Linked DNA regions of Arachis hypogaea: region 2 is linked to region 1. Evidence: chromatin contacts called from public Hi-C data. All regions are on one chromosome and are shown on one strand. The core of a region is the stretch at or near the end of the contact, and the rest is flanking DNA. Distances in the headings are between cores, read along the strand shown.

Region 1 (4,749 bases), core at 735-3,234:
AAGTTATACAAAAAATATTTTTAAAACACATCCAAAATCACAAATCTAAAATTTAAATTTAAACATTAAAAAATAATTGTAACACATCTAAAATTATGAAGTTATACAGAAAATATTTTTGAAACACATCCAAAATCATAAATCTAAAATTTAAATTTAAACATTAAAAAACAATTGTAACACATTTAAAATTATAAAGTTATACAGAAAATATTTTTGAAACACTTCCAAAATACAGAAATTACACATGCAAAAATAATTTAACATTGCAATATATATGACCATCTTATTCGATTTTTTATTTCAAAAAAAATAAAAAACTTATACAGAATAATAAAAAAAAGTAATGGTGTTAGAGACCCATCCAAACCTCCGGTAAGTTTTCGGCGTGGCGACGTTGATGCGGACAAACGGCGACGAGGAGGAGGAAGACGGCGACGAAGATGAGTGTTAACAAAGGGAAATGTGGCGTTGTGAATGAGCACCGAGAAGGAGGAAGGCAGCGTCGAGGATGAGCGTAGAAGAGGAAGGTGACGCGGATGAACGACGGCGGAGGATGACTTCTGGATGTGCGCCTCGGAGGTTTTTCATGTGCGTTGAGGATGACTTTTTTGAGTGCTTTGTACTGATTTAGTTAATAATTAGATGGTTTAAAGTTTATTTTATAATTTTAAAATCAAAATTTTGAATTTTAAATAATTTTATTTTTAGATATGTATTTAAATTATAATATATTAATAATTAAATATATTAAATCTGAAACAAAAATTTAAAATTTTAATTTTAATTTTATTTAAATTGTATTTTGAATGTGTATTTAATTTTAAAAAGACAGTAAATCTATTCATAATTTTTAGATGTGTTTATTTTAATTTTTTTTAAATTATTGTAATAAAAAGCTGAATATTGTACCATTTTTAAAGGATACCTAGTTGAATTGTTTAAAAATAATATATAAGACGAATCATTAAATAATTTTTATTATTTTTGTTATTTTCATAAAGTTATGTGAATATTCAATGTAATAATTAATTATTAAAAAAAAGTTAAAATAAAATTAAGAGCCCTTATCCATCAGGTATATATGCCTGACCTTCTTTCGGTTCTCTTTTCAGTTATTTTCACCCTAATCTCGTGGGAATATTACGTGCTAAGTGCTTCGATTATGTATGAAGTATCTGTATCTGTTAAAGTCGCACTACAATACCCTACTCCACAGCTAGATTGATATATTCCCCACATCCTATATCCTTACAACATTCGATCATAGGATTAATAATGCTACACTTTATATACTTATATACCAAGATTACGTTCTTTTATGCCCAATACTACATTCTTATCTTTGAGTGACTTGCATATCCTAGTAAGTACTATCAGAATTTATGCCCTTTCATTTAATCTCATCCATCTAATTTATGCCCTAGTGTGCATGGAGTTGCAATAATATAAAACACTTTCGGTCACTTTGGTCTCACTCTCTAATAGTTTTTGTAAGAAAAAAAGGTTTTTCATTCGTTGATATTACTCTCAGCCTAACTATTGGGCATCATCAATCTAGGGAATATCCTAAAATTGACTTTGATTCCTCAATTAGTCAACGACAATAGTCGCCGTTACCCTGCATGTGGAATCGATCAAGCTATAGTTAATAAGTTGGCAATGTGTCGCGTTTTATATAACAAAATTGCACAGTGTTTTCTTTTTTAAATTCCCCGCTCTGCATATATATGACACTTTTTTAAGAGCATCATTATTTTGTGCGAAATATATTATATTTTCCAAAACCAGCAGATAGTTAAATTTTATATTAAAATTAATGTATTTGAGACAGTTAGAAATAGATGCATGCCATAATAGGTATGAGATGTGATCTCCTTTACCTCTAGACTACCTTTTAGTCGGGAACACAAAACAGCAAAGCCCTCCAACCACAATAAGGTTTTTTGTAATTTTGTCTACAGTAATAACAGAAACTGGATAATGATGCAATATATATAAACTTGTGTGAAATCTACAACACATCAAATCTTTTAAAATTCTATAAGATTCCTAATAGCTAATAAAATTATGATGACTCACTATTTTACAATGATGTATATAAACATGTGATAAAAGAAAATGGAAAAAAGAGGAAAAAACTGATTATGTTTCTTAAGATTGATCTTGGGGCTATGAGGATAAATGATATAATAATTAAAAATTTAAAAATATTATTTGTCTATTAAGATTCGTTACTATATATTTTTATATAAATACATACATAATTTAATTTATTTTTAATATATATTATATATTTTTAAATGTATATTTTACATTAATTATTAATTTTTAATTTGTGGCTAATTTTAATCCTCTTTTTAAAAATACAAAAAAACAGAATCCACTACCAATTTGGGCCCATGCAAATTAAAATGCTTTCTTTTAACAACTCTTTCCGTTTAAAATAAAACCAACACAAAAAAATTATTATTTATGTAAAATATGTGTTAAAATATACCAAATATGCATTAAAAATATATAAAATAATACATATAAATATATACAAATATATAGATAGTAATTTGATGATTGCGTTAATTTTTTTTTATCTATACATAATATTTTTGTTGAGAGTATATGAAAAATTGAAAATCATGTGATATTAATATCTCATCTCATTTTCTATTTCTCCAATTAGCTTAAAGACTAAAGATATAGAAGACGACATGTCTAGCCATTTATGCTATACATTATTATGTTTTAAATTTTTTAGAAATATGTAACCTGTTGCATGTAATCAAAGAGGCCATGGTAAACAAGTAAACAGAATATAAGGAGGTTGATGTTGCAAACCTTGTATAATAAGTACTCATGTACTTTGAAGAAACCAAGCAAATTAAAGTGTGTTGTAGCTGTGGTCTCTGGCTGGCATGGGTCATCATAAAAGCACTATAAATCTTTCACAAATTAGAAAGAAGATCCTCTTGTGATAATGGCAATGACTTCATCCTTTAACAACTAGTGCTCAGGCAAGCAAGCAAGCAAGCACGCACAAAATGAATGATACTAATCTGTCCAACCAAAACAAAGTAAAAATGTCAGCAGCAAAATCTGAGTTGGTAGAGAAGGCAAGCATAAACGTAGAAAGTAATGACCAATCATCTTCACCTGCTCCTGCAAGCCTTGGGAAGATGGTGGCTTCAGAGCTGAGAATTCAACGAGGAATAGCCCTTCCAATGGTGGCCATGAACCTTGCCTGGTTTGCCAAGACAGCCATCACAACAGCATTTCTAGGCCGCCTGGGCGAGCTCAGCTTAGCCGGCGGTGCACTGGGCTTCACTTTCGCCAACGTAACCGGCTTCTCCGTCCTGAACGGCCTGTGCGGCGCCATGGAACCCATCTGTGGACAAGCTCACGGTGCTAGAAACTTCAAACTCCTCCACAAGACCCTTCTCATGACAATCATATTGCTCCTCTTGGTAACAATTCCCATCACTTTCCTATGGCTCAACGTTGACAAAATCTTAATTCACTTCGGGCAGCACCAAGATATTTCAACGGTGGCCAAAACCTACATCTCATATCTTATACCAGATTTGTTTGTGACCTCGCTCTTCTGCCCCTTAAAATCCTACTTGAGCTCCCAAAGCATAACACTCCCAACCATGTTCAGTTCAGCCGTGGCACTTGCTTTCCACATACCAATCAACATAGTACTCTCAAAAACCATGGGCCTTGGGGGGGTTTCCATGGCTGTTTGGATAACCGATCTTATAGTGGTGGTTCTGCTGGCAATTTACGTAGCCATTCTTGAGAACAGAAAGGCAAGCATGTGGAAGGAAGGGGGGTGGTGGGATCAGAGCATACAAGATTGGATTAGGCTTTTGAAGCTGTGCGGATCATGCTGCCTCAACACATGCTTGGAATGGTGGTGCTATGAGATTCTCATCTTGCTCACTGGCCACCTCACTGACGCTAAGGACTCACTCGGAGTTCTCACCATTGTTCTCAACTTCGACTATCTGCTTTTCTCCGTCATGCTGTCCCTGGCCACCTGTGTCTCCACCCGAGTCTCCAACGAGCTCGGGGCCAACCATGCCGCCCCCGCGTACCGGGCGGCGTGTGTTTCTTTGGGATTGGGGTGTGCCTGCGGGTGCATAGGGAGCTTGGTGATGGTGGGGGCAAGGGGAGCCTGGGGGCCTCTGTTTAGCCATGAAAGGGGAATCATAACAGGGGTAAAAAGGACAATGCTGCTGATGGCTCTTGTGGAAGTGTTTAATTTTCCGGTGGCGGTTTGTGGAGGCATACTTAGAGGGACAGCTAGACCGTGGTTGGGCATGTATGCTAATTTGGGTGGATTTTACTTCCTTACCCTGCCCCTTGGTGTGCTTTTTGCATTCAAGCTTCACCTTGGGCTTATTGGGCTCTTTATTGGTCTTATTGCCGGTATTGTTATTTGCTTGTTGCTGCTGCTCGTGTTTATTGCAAGGATTAACTGGGAAGTGGAAGCTTCTAAGGCACAGCAACTGGCCACAAAATATGATTCTCAGGAACCAATTCAAAACCATCATGTCTAACAAAATTCAGGACTCTGTTTCTCAAAACAACAAGCAGTTTAAAAAACATATACGAAATGTATGTCATGTAGCGCTCGTGTTTCTACTTTCTAATTTTAAGAAACAAAAGGGCATCTACTAATTAAGTGACTGGAAGCATAATTCCGGATTATGTTTGTTCTTTCTTCTTATATTTAGACATAAGAAATTT
Region 2 (4,749 bases), core at 1,075-3,574, 70 kb before region 1:
TACGAGTTTACCTAGACTCGCGAGTTTGACAACCTTGGCTTTAAGCATAATTAATTGTTGAAGCTATTGCTTGAAGGCTGAAGCATGATTAATTGTTGAAAAACTGTTTGCTTGAAGCATGATTAATTGTTTGGATGTTGTTTGTTAAGATATTGGGTAGTGGGTTGCTGTGATATTGTAATTGGATTGTATTGTTATTATTCTGCTAAGTCTGTTCTGAATTTGATTAGTGATTTTTTGAATGTGAAATCAATCAAAGAAATTGATTTTGTGTTGTCGAAATTATTGCTAAAAATGGATTTGTTACTCAGCTGCTGTTGTTTTTTTAATCTATGAGTATGCTGTTTTTGAATTTTTGTTGATAGATTTATTGATTTCAGAGTTTAAGCTTTTAGGGTGATTATTTGTTGCTGTATTTTAATTTTAAATCAAATTGATGCTTTCAAAAAATTAACAAACAGCAGATGTCCCATGTTATTGATTTAGAGCAAGGAAATCATGAAGATGATGCTGTTGTTGGAGGTCTTGGGAGTGATGATGATGATGGTATTGTATTTCTCTGATGCAGAAGACGGTGGTCCAAGCCACTCTCTTTTCTAATGTTCTTTACTTCATTCTTTAACTGCAAAATTTGGTTTTCGATGCTTTTTAATGCTGAATTTGATTGATTCTATGGAAATTTAGACACCTTTTTGTTTATGATTCATGGAATTGAGAATTGGATTGTTTGGTACTGCTTTATATGTATATTTATTGCATGTCTTGGTGCTGAGTCTCACAAATATTCTGAATTACTTACAGCTATGGTTTCTTTATTGAATGAGATTTTATTTTTCCAAAAGAAATCATAGAGGATTAGGGTTGTGGATTTTTTAATTGAGTGATGAGTATAAAGCTGAAGATGATGATGACAAAAGTGATTGGAAACATATATTTTAAGAGTGTTTTAAAAAGACTTTTGAGTTTGTAAATTGATAAGATCATATAGTTTTGGTGTGTTTATTTATTTTTTATTTATTATTTTATTATAAACGGTTTTTCGGTTCAACCACGGTTGAATCTGTAAACTAGTAGCTAGAACGGTTTAATAATCAGTTCGGTTTCAGAACCTTGATCGTTTTTGCTAACGGTTTTCGGTTCGAACTGGTTTTCAGAACATTGGTTTTGTGCATTAGATATTAATTGTTTCTATCACTCAACAATATAGGTTGTCATCACGTTAGATTTTATCCAGTTTTCAGCGTAAAATTCGTTGGTTCTGATTTCTTTTTAAAATGATTTTCATTTTAATTTATGGAAAAACTGATGGTGATTGTCATTTATAGAGCGTATTGATTTGTCTCATTGTTTTGTTTAGCTTGCTTGCACTTCTTAGAAGAAAACTTTTCATTGTAATTCTTCCATTAGAAGGGATAAAGATCCTTAGTTCATACTTTTAATAATAATAATAATAATAAGTAGCTAAATCACCACAAATAATTTTAATTTTTGAGTGTTTCTAATGCTATTAGCATAAGCATAATATTTGTTCAAAATTTTGAATGATAAAAAAAAACCTTCAATGCATCAACAATTGTAATCTGTAAATTATTTACGTGGTATGGTTGTTGTTAGTTAGTTTTCCTTATCTATTGTCTTATTATTTTTATTGATTTCTTTAGATTTGTTTACCGCCGAATGTTCAATTGAAAATTTAGACATTGTATTTGTTCTTTTTCTTTTCCTTTGATTTTAAAGAATGCTGTCTTTTCAAATATAAATAAATAGAATTTAGCATTTTCACTCCGGAAGAACAAAGTTTCTATGGTTGAAGAAATAGTTGCACGATTGGTGAAATTTCTGTCCTCTAGTTTCAGATCATTATCTCGTTTGGAGAAGTCACGCTTGGTCTTGGAAGATACTTTGGCCATCGTATATGTCCCTTACCATTTTCCTATCTTATTTTTTTATTTTCGTATCGTTCCGACAATTTTAGTGAGATGCTTGTTTTTTTAGGTTAAACTGCCCCGAAAACAGGCTGAAGCCATAAGTGCATCAACATATGATGTTCTAAATGACAATATAGAGTAGGTAGCCATTTTGGTGTTTTACATCTTTTTATACTTGTTTTGGTCAATAAATTTTTGGGGATACTCCCATAAACATGTTACAAACATCTTTTTTAAAGTTGTTGACATGTTACATTTTAATTGGTTGTATTTAAAAAATCGGTTAATAAATTATTCTGTAAACTCGGTTTAAAAACTCAGTTTGACCCTGTTTGGTTCACATAAACCGAACCGGTTCATTTTTTTTAATTGCTGATACGACGTCGTTCAGCAATCCTAAACTCTACCTTCTCCTCCCTTAACGTCACTCTTCACTGAAGCTCTCGAGCTCTCTCATCTCTCTCGCTGTGGCTCATTGCCCTCGCACGCAAGCTCTCTCCTTCTCTCGTCTCCGGTCTCCCTCACTGTCTCCGGACTGGCACTCAAGCTCGTCGTCGCTCTCTCGGCTCCGGTCTCTCTCACAGTCTCTGGTCTCCCACTCAGTCTCGCTCGCTCGCCTTCCCTGCCGTCGTCGTCGCCGACAGCAGAAGCAGCAGATCCTGGGACTGGTCGTCATCGTCTCTCCCTGTCTCGTCACCCTCTTGCAGTCAGTCCCGCACCTTCGTTGCGCTTGTTGCCGGCAGCAGAAGCAGCAGGTCCCAGGGCTTCCTCCTCGCTGTCAGCAACTCTCGCTGTCAGCTTCCTTCGCGCAACCAGAAGCTGGTCCCGATTTGGTGAGTCCCAACAAATTCCCCTGTTCTTTCTTTTTCTGTTTGTTGCTGTGTTTGATTTTGCTGCTGAAAATATCACTGAACTACTCTTTTTGTTGCTGAAAATAATCACCGACATGAATTTGTTACTGATTATCACTGAACCATCCATAATTTGTTGTTGAAAATATCATTGAGCTAGATTTTTTGTTGCTGAGAATCATCACTGAGATGAATTGGTTCCTAATTATCGTTACTGAACTTTGATTTTGTTGCTGTCTTACTCAAATAATTAGCTAAATCTTTTTTTTTTTTTGTTGAAAATCATCACTGAGTTGAATTTGTTAGTGATTGAACCTTGAATTTGTTAGTGATTGAACCTTGACTACAATTCCTCTTGGTATGTTGCATTTCCTCTACATAACTTGGTTTTAATTTATCAATTTCTGCTTTAAGGTTTGATGGTCTTGGTGTGTTATTTCTAGAGATCTTTCAGCTGGGGCTTGTTTGGGAGTTACGGATAAAGATTCTTATTCATCTGCTTCTCAGATAACAACAACATATAAATATCATCTGTGCATTCTGCTGGTAATTTTAATCATCCAATGGATTTTTAAGTAATGTGTAAATTTAGAGGTTTCATAATCGGGTTTTTTTATAGATGATGGATATAGAAGTAAAAGTAGAATTGGCTAATGTAGTTTGTGTAAGCAATTAGAAACATACCAAAAAACATTCTTGCTCTGAAAAAGCAGCATTATTTATTAGGAAGCAACTTCACAATGCTGAAACCCAAAGGCTGAACCATAGTTTGAGAAATTCTCCATCTAAAACACCTGGTTTCTTGGATGATTATGCTTTTCTGAACTCTGGATTATTACTAAATCTCTGTATTATGCCTTTCTTTGCATGTATAATTCATATTTAACGTTGAAAAACACATTCTGTGAGTAGTGTGTTATTTCATGTGTCATTTTTACCATGATAGTCGTATTTAATTGTTTATGTTTTGTTTGTCAAGAACCTCAGGTTTCAAGCTCTGTGTTAAGTTAATAAATATTTTAGGCAACTACTCCCATGAAGATGCCAAAAATATCTTTTCATGATGATCCTTGTTTAAAAAGTGTAACTTACTTGTTTAGCAACACTTTAAATAAAAGTAATACTTTTACTTCAAATAAAAATCAAGTCCTACAATCTATAATCTAATGGTCAAAATGATGTATCTTCACATGATGACAATCATTAAATCTTCATTGGAGTAGACACCAATATTTTAATCCTCTTATGTTGCATTTGGTTTTTTATTTAAAGGATCGAGCTAATGAGATATACAGGTGGGTTGAAGATCAGAAGTCTAGTAGATGAAGAAATCAGGATGCATTATTGGTATGAATAATCAAGCTGTCAAAGCTGCCCAAGAAGCTGTTCAGAACCTTTGAAGAACCTTTTGCAGCCCTTGAAATGTAGAGCAGAAGAGAGCATAAGGGCCATATTTACAATTATATCTTAGATGCCATGGGAGCATTCTGTTTTGGCCTAATTTTTTAACCACTCTACTTGATATTAACTCAACCGTTCATTTTGGTTCACCCTCCCTATTTGATTAATTCTTGGGGAAGGAGGAGCCATTGATATAAAAAGTTGCTCGACCTTCTAAGAGTTCAAAAGGGCATAAGAATCCAAGCAAAGCAGAGTGCCACTACAAGTTGAAGCCTCTCAGTTTAACCGTTTGTCAACTAAAGCCTCAAGGACATAAATGATCCAATAATTTCAAATTATCAGCAACTCAAATTTGAATGTTCTTCCCTTTGCTTTTCATCTGTAAAAAGTTAAAGTTTAAGCATACACAGCTTGGGGCAAGAGAAAAACTGTGTCTATGTTTCTTAATAAGTGAATATAGTACTTTCTTGATTTAGTTCATTATCAACATACTTAAATGAATTGTAGCCTTCGTTCAACCGTGGCTAACTGAACAGTTTTAATATATTAAGACCATCACAGCTAAGTTA

Evidence for each region. Hi-C and Micro-C count contacts between places; a contact is called where the count stands out from the background.
Region 2: a contact with region 1 is called in a Hi-C map of an unstated tissue, with 4 times the contacts expected there. The contact joins the enhancer-like site here to the promoter of LOC112749579 in region 1.

Annotation. Positions count from the first base shown.
Region 1 is chr15:14,200,401-14,205,149 of arahy.Tifrunner.gnm2.J5K5, reverse strand. It overlaps LOC112749579 (protein DETOXIFICATION 56), which reads left to right and starts at 1,984. Exons shown (of 1, transcript XM_025797871.3): 1 at 1,984-4,749. The coding sequence starts at 3,039. The coding sequence ends at 4,559.
Region 2 is chr15:14,271,061-14,275,809 of arahy.Tifrunner.gnm2.J5K5, reverse strand. LOC140179604 (a long non-coding RNA gene) reads left to right here. Exons shown (of 3, transcript XR_011873174.1): 3 at 465-794. Among protein-coding and RNA genes, the nearest start is that of LOC140179604, 3.7 kb to the left of the region's middle. Within about 2 kb of position 2,324, at least 2 of the 3 cell types and tissues checked have open chromatin away from gene starts, as enhancers often do.